2 separate regions of the Sus scrofa genome follow, and region 2 is linked to region 1. Evidence: chromatin contacts called from public HiChIP or PLAC-seq data. All regions are on one chromosome and are shown on one strand. Each heading gives the region's core, a stretch centred on a gene start, on an enhancer-like site or on the middle of the called end of the contact. The rest is flanking DNA. Distances are from core to core; before and after follow the strand shown.

Evidence for each region. HiChIP or PLAC-seq counts read pairs in DNA pulled down with a chosen protein or histone mark.
Region 2: a contact with region 1 is called in an H3K27ac HiChIP or PLAC-seq map of skeletal muscle. The contact joins two enhancer-like sites. A contact is called at or near these places in 1 of 5 promoter capture datasets (liver), 1 of 47 Hi-C or Micro-C datasets (embryonic fibroblasts) and 1 of 2 datasets of contacts at active chromatin or transcription factors (skeletal muscle).

The regions. Positions count from the first base shown.
Region 1 is chr2:151,526,535-151,529,788 of Sscrofa11.1, forward strand. No RefSeq gene overlaps it. Among named protein-coding and RNA genes, the nearest start is that of SYNPO, 43 kb to the right of the region's middle. Within about 2 kb of position 1,722, at least 16 of the 83 cell types and tissues checked have an H3K27ac peak or open chromatin away from gene starts, as enhancers often do. A contact at or near this core is called in skeletal muscle, where this site is marked.
Region 2 is chr2:151,660,091-151,663,344 of Sscrofa11.1, forward strand. RBM22 (pre-mRNA-splicing factor RBM22) reads right to left here. Exons shown (of 11, transcript XM_021085031.1): 11 at 3,092-3,254. Among named protein-coding and RNA genes, the nearest start is that of RBM22, 11 kb to the right of the region's middle. Within about 2 kb of position 1,616, at least 7 of the 83 cell types and tissues checked have an H3K27ac peak or open chromatin away from gene starts, as enhancers often do. A contact at or near this core is called in skeletal muscle, where this site is marked.

The DNA.
Region 1 (3,254 bases), core at 472-2,971:
AGCCGGGACACAGCTGCGCACACAAGGGCGGCTCCTGCAGACACCCGTTCCCAAAGGGGCAGGGGTCATGAGGCCACCACAGAACCCGTGTGGAGGCCGCCTTGATGGGCGCAGGGGATCTGGGAGACGCAGACGGGCGTCTCTGCCCAGGGAGCCCTCAGGAAACCTGAGGAGTTTCCACTTGAAAACCTCCCCTCCCCTCGGCCGCCCTGCGGCGCATGGAGTTAGTTCAGATCCAAGCTGCAGCTGGGACCTGTGCCACAGCACCGGATCCCTCAACCCTCTGTGGCAAGGCTGGGCATCAGACCTGCACCCTGGTACTGCCGACATGCCCCTCAACCTATTGCGCCAGAGCGGGAACTCCCCACAGCCCCAGAACCCTGAGAGCCCCAGAAACACTGAAGGCCCAGCCCAGGTGCTCCCCGAGGTCCCAGGCGGCCTGCAGATCTCAGGGCCCCTGGGCCCTCCCCATCCCCGTGAGGCAGCCCCTCGGGGGACGTGGCGCCCCAGGAGTGGCCCCACATCCGGGAAGTGCCCCTTTCCCTGGAAGAGTCCTTGATGGGGTGCCCCGCAGCGAGGTTCGTAATAGCAAAGCAAGGTGTCCAGCCACAGGGGTCAGCTCCACAGCCACTCGTGTGGCCGCCTGCTGGAAGGTGGTGACGCGGTCGAGAATACTGAGCCCAGTGTCTGCGTCCTGCCGCTACGTTTCTCCAAGACGGACTTACAGTGACCATTTGTAGAAAGAGAACTCGCGCCATGGTACTTACAACCCCAGCAGTGAAGCACGCGCTCTCCCTCCCTCTCCCGCTCTCTCCCCCCCCCACCTCTCCCTCGCTCCTCTCTCCCTCTCTCTCCCCCACCTCTCTCTCTTCCTCCGTCTCTCTCCCCCCCTCCCCCCCTCCCCCTCCCCCTCCCTCTCTCTCCCCCCTCCCCCTCCCTCTCTCTCCCCCTCCCCCTCCCTCTCTCTCCCCCCTCCCCCTCCCTCTCTCTCCCCCCTCTCCCTCCCTCTCTCTCTCCCCCCCTCTCTCTCCCTCCCTCCCTCCCCCCCTTTCACCAAACTGAGAACTGGCTCCTTCTGAAAGAGGGGGAGGGAAAGGGGAGCAGTGGATGTCACAGAGGACTTGAGCTTCGGCTGAAATGTTTGAGTTAAAGCACAGATGACGTGTCCTCTGTGGAATGAAAACGGTTTTTAAAAAAAAGTAGCTAGAAAAGGGTGAAGCAGAAAGAGTGGGGTTTGGGGGGGGTCTGGGCAGCTGGACTGCTGTGCCATGAAGGCGACCCGGCCGCCACCCGTGGGCAGCCAGACCGCAGGGTCCAAGGATGCCCCTGCCTAGGGGTCTTGCTTTGCGGCAGCGCCCCGAGCTCTGACGGAGCCCGAGCTGAGGAGCCCGACTGGCAGTGTGACGGCGCGCTGCTCGGCTCCCACACGCTCGCAGACACATGCGCAGTGACCACCAGGGCTGGGACAAACATGGCACGCCCGAGAAGGACATAACTGATGCCCGTGAAATTCCCGACAAACACGCAACAGGAATCCAGCCGAGAGGAGCAGCGGCTCGTCCGCGCGCTGGGACAGGTTGCGCGGTAACTGGCCTGAGCTCTAAGCGTCAAGGTCGCAGAAGACAAAGGCTGAGAAGTGGTTCAAGATGAAGGGAGACCGAAGAGACCCAGCAGTCACACTTCTTTTGGGACCCTGGAGGGAAGCAGTTGCCTAGAAAGAGCACCATGCTGCTAACTGCAAATTGTGAATGGATTGTGTGGACTGGCTCATGGCATTGTATCGATGCTATGTTTCCTGATTTTCATTGTTGGACTGTTATGCAAGAGTATATCATTGCTCTTAAGTGGTATATGCTGAAATACTGGTGCCTAAAATGGAAGAAATAAAGCTGAATTTTGACTCATGCTCTTTCTCTGTTAGGTCAAAATTATCTGGTGCAGTTCAAGACGTGTCCACCAGGGGGCACTGTCAGCCCAGCCTCTCAGGCTAGATAGCGTGACCCTCCCCGCAAGAGACTGGCTTGGTGGTTAATGGTGCTGAAGAAATATACTATAGATCACTCAATGACATGAATAATGAACTATTTCTCACATTGTCAGGAAGCCCTTCTGCCTTTTTTTTTTTTTTTTTTTTTTTTGCTTTTTAGGGTCGCACCTGTGCCATATGGAGGTGCCAGGGGTCAAATTAGAGCTGTAGCTGCTGGCCACAGACACAGCCATAGAGAATCTGAGATGCGTCTGTGACCCACACCACAGCTCATGGCAACACCGGATCCTTAACCCACTGAGTGAGGCCAGGGATTGAACCTGTGTCCTCATGATTACTAGTTTGGTTTGTTACCGCTGAGCTGTGATGGGAACTCCCAGCTCTTCTGCTTATCAAGTGTTTTCTCTTTCAGTCCTTGCAACAACCTCTGAGGTAGATATTATCATCATTCCCATTGTGTAGATGGTGACTCTGGGGCTCAGAGAGGTTCAGTAATCCTGCCAGGGGCACAGAGCCAGCTCTAGTTCCTGGTCTGTGAGACGCCACAGCCTAAAGCCCAGCGGGTGGTCCTGCCCCCTGTCATGAGGCAGAGGGGGGGCTTTCTCACTAATACCTCCGGGCACCGGGTGGAGGCTGTTTGCTGTTTTGCGTAGGAGCAGGTGGAGCTGCTCCTCTGCTGGGGACACGGGGGCGGGGGGCTCCGTTGTAGGGAGGGAGGGATGAGCTGGAGCTTAGGTTCTCCAGCCTTTGGCCCATCCGGGCAGCTGTCTGCTGCGAGGGAAGGAAGCTGTATAGGACGGTTGTTGAAATACACACAGAGAGGCAAACCTGATTTCAAATAGGTCCATGTTGGTTGTGTGACCTTGGGCAAGTAAGTCATGGCTGAGGCTATTGTTTCATCTGTGAAATGGGAGCAGTAATGGGTAGCAGGTGCCGTGGCTGTTGTGAAGAGTAAGAAGACAGTGCTTGAAAAGCCCCTGCATGAGCCCACCTCCCACCAAGTGCTCGGTAAAGCCCGGAATCTGTTCTTGGCATCAGTCTCCTGCAGCTTCCATGCCTGAGCTTGGAGATGGCACTGGCATCTTTGTCCCGAAGCTGATGAGGATGAGGCTGATGGGTCAGGAGGCACCGCCAAAGTGGAAAATCACTGCATGTGATCACTCACTCTGGAACCCTAAAATCTCATTGGTTCAATAATCTAGCACACTGATAATGACCCCTCACAATATGGAGGGAGTTCCCAATGTGGCACGGTGGGTAATGACCC
Region 2 (3,254 bases), core at 366-2,865, 130 kb after region 1:
TAATAAAAATGGCCAAAATATTCAAGCCAATACTTCACCAAAGGCAAATAAATGACCCATAGCACTAGAAAAGGCACCCCACTTACTGTCACGGTGGAAATGCAAATTAGCATCACTGAGGACACAACAGACCCCTGCTGTCTCCTCGGCAGCACCACATCTCGGGGGGGGGGGGGGGGGGGGGGGGGGGGGGGGGGGGGCGCTGCAGAGGGACCCGGCTTTCAAACCCTGCTGGTGGGAGTAAGAAACGGCACAGCCTCTCCCAAAAAAGGCCCGTTTCTGTTAAAACTAAACAGGCAGCTGTCCTGGGGCCCAGGAACTCCATTCTGAAATATTTATTCAAGAGAAATAAAAACACATCCTCACAGAAACACGTGTACCAGGATTCACAGCAGCTTTAACTCCTACCAGCAAAAAGGGGACGCACAGACACGGTAGGCACACGAAGGAACGCTCGCTCAACAATTCAAAGCAAGAAATGACCCTCTTAACAGCAGGGATGATCCTTTAAAACATCATAACGTTGGAAAGAAGCCGGACACGCAGCGTTCAAACGGTGCGATTCCGTTTATATAGTGTTTAAATAAGTAAAATGACGTATGGTGAAAATATCAGACCAGAAGTTGCCTCTGGATATTGGCGGGAAGTGGGTATCGACTGGGAAGCTCGGGGAGTTTCCTGGGGAAGGGTCACCTTCCACACCTTGACAAGTCTTTGGGTCAAACAGGTGCATATATTTGTCACATGTCTTGAACAGCACACTCAAGACCTGTGCATTTCAAGCTTTGTAAAATTTACCTGAAATTCATAAACAAACACTGAGTCCTAGTTAATAGCACACTGATGCATTTGAAGGTGGAGTGTGCTGAGGTCACGCTACTCTCAAGTGCATAAAAACAGACGGACAAATGCATGGAGGAAGGAATGGAAAGACACTGCGAAGAAGCAAATACGGCAAAATGTTAACTGTGGGGCTCGTTTGTGGGTGTGATTTTTCACAGTAAAAACCTTTTGTCTGTTGGGGAAGTTTTATAATAAAATGTCAGGGAGAAAGACGGCAGGATCTCTGGGGAGGCAGCATTTTCTGTCTTGGAGGTGGTCTCTCCTGCACTAGTGATGCTCAAAGGGCGGTCTTTGCCTCAGCGACACCAGACACCTCAGAACTTGCTTAGAGCCCCTGAAGTTGAGGGCCTCATATGTCCCTATCCTGGAGGATCTCATTCCACACCCAGGGCTTCGATGCCACCACTTGGCTGCCAGCTTCCAAACCCTGGCCTCTCTTAGCTCCAGTTCCCTCGGGCTGATCATCTCCGCCGGTCTGTCCTCGGCCCCCCAGATGCCTCATCAGACTCACCTTCCTACCACCCCTGCTTCCCAAGCTCACTGTGCTCCCCCAGCACCTCTATCTCAGAAGGCACCCTTCCACCCAGTGGACCCAGCCAGATACAGGGCGGGGCGGGGGGGGGGGACACGCTACACTCCTCCCTTTTCATCGCCATTCATTTCAGGTCACGGCGTGTCAGGGATTTGATTTCCAAAACATGTCCCAGTGCACTTTGCACGGTGGGCCAGCACTGCCTTTGACCAGCCGTCGCCAGGGAGGCAGGGGCGGGAGGAGCTCAAAATATCAGCAGCAGCCAGAAGGGTTAGGAGGAGAGGCCTTCCGTCATTAGACAGGGGTTAAGCCGTGCCAAGGTCACACTGCTGGGGGCGCCAGAGGGAGGAGCTGAACTGGGGTAACCTGGTCTCCAGGTCTGTTTAAATCAGCACTACTCTGTGTAAACAAATACAGGTTTCTTCTTTGCGATCAGATCAGACGAGAGCTACTGTTAGAGCAACACTGGCTGCTGTTCCAGACACATCCCCAGGCCTCAAGGGCTTACTGTTAACAATTTTCCTTATCACAACGCTCTCCTTGAAAGAGTGAGAACCCAGGCTCCTTCCACCGTGAGGCTCTGCCATCTTCCCGGGATCGGCCTCCTGTGCGTGCAGCCAGCAGATGGGGAAAGAGCTCCCAGGACCAGGTGGCTGAGACGGTTTTACAGACGAGGCCTGGGCACAGAGCAAAGCCTCTCGCCTAAGCCCTAGCTGTGTGTCCTGGAGGAAAAGGAAACGGAGCGCCGTGAGCACCTGAGCTGCCACCAAATCGAGTCGCTCATAATTGCGATTAATGTTAGGAAAGATTAAGCATCTATTCTACACTTTGTTGTCTTAGGCTTTTAAAAAAATACGTATCCGTAGCCCACATTTGTAATTGCCTCAAAAACGCAAGAATATGCAACTTGGTAAGACATATTTACATGTATATTTATCAATCTGACAACTGTTAAAACACCATGTATCACATTATTACCTACAAACTGGCTAAAACCTCTCACATGCTTAAAAGTAGCCCCACCATGAAAAAACCCAAAAGGGCGTCAAAATATCTGGAAGTACCCCTGCTTTGCTTCGCACCTGTATTACCAGAAATAAAATCAAGTTCTCTAAATAATTCTAGATAAATTTTAAATCCTTAAAAAAAAAAAAGGCAAGCTACTGCCCTCCAGAGAAAAACAACAAAAGATTTTTGAGAGAAGCTCAAGTAGGGTGACACGGGGTATATCCATTCCTAACTATAATTTTGGACGAAAGTGACATGGGAATTGGCTTCTGGAAAAACGCACTTGTAGATAAAGTTTTCCTGTTTCCTTTTAAAATGACTTATGTACGGAGTCCCCATTGTGGCTCAGAGGAAACAGGCGGCCAGCAGCTGCAGTTCCAATCTGACCCCTAGCCTGGCAACTTCCATGTGCTGGTGTGGCCCTAAAAGAAGCGATAAATCAATCAACATCCCTGAGACTGGTCAAAGCTACCACGTGTCAACCACCACACGGCAGGCTCCATGGTGGTGTCTTCTGGGCATTATGTCACTTTGACCCCAACTCACCTTTGCAGGAAGGCCTGGGTCTTTCAGAATGGAGATCAGAATCACAACAGTCCTAGAGCAAAAACCGATTTCTGTATAATCTGTTCCTAACTTCCGCTGAGCTCAAATTCAACTACCAAGGATAAAGAAGAGAAATGCAGAAATAAACCTATGACGACGCCATTTGGAAAACTGACCCGTTTTAATTTTTTTAAAAACACAACCACAACACAACATCCGCTTTTTGTTTTGCTTGTTTGTTTGCCTTCTACAATTCAATCACACCCGAATATTCTAAGACCACACAGAGTTCGCTGCCTGAAGCAGGGAACCAAGAGGAGAGGCT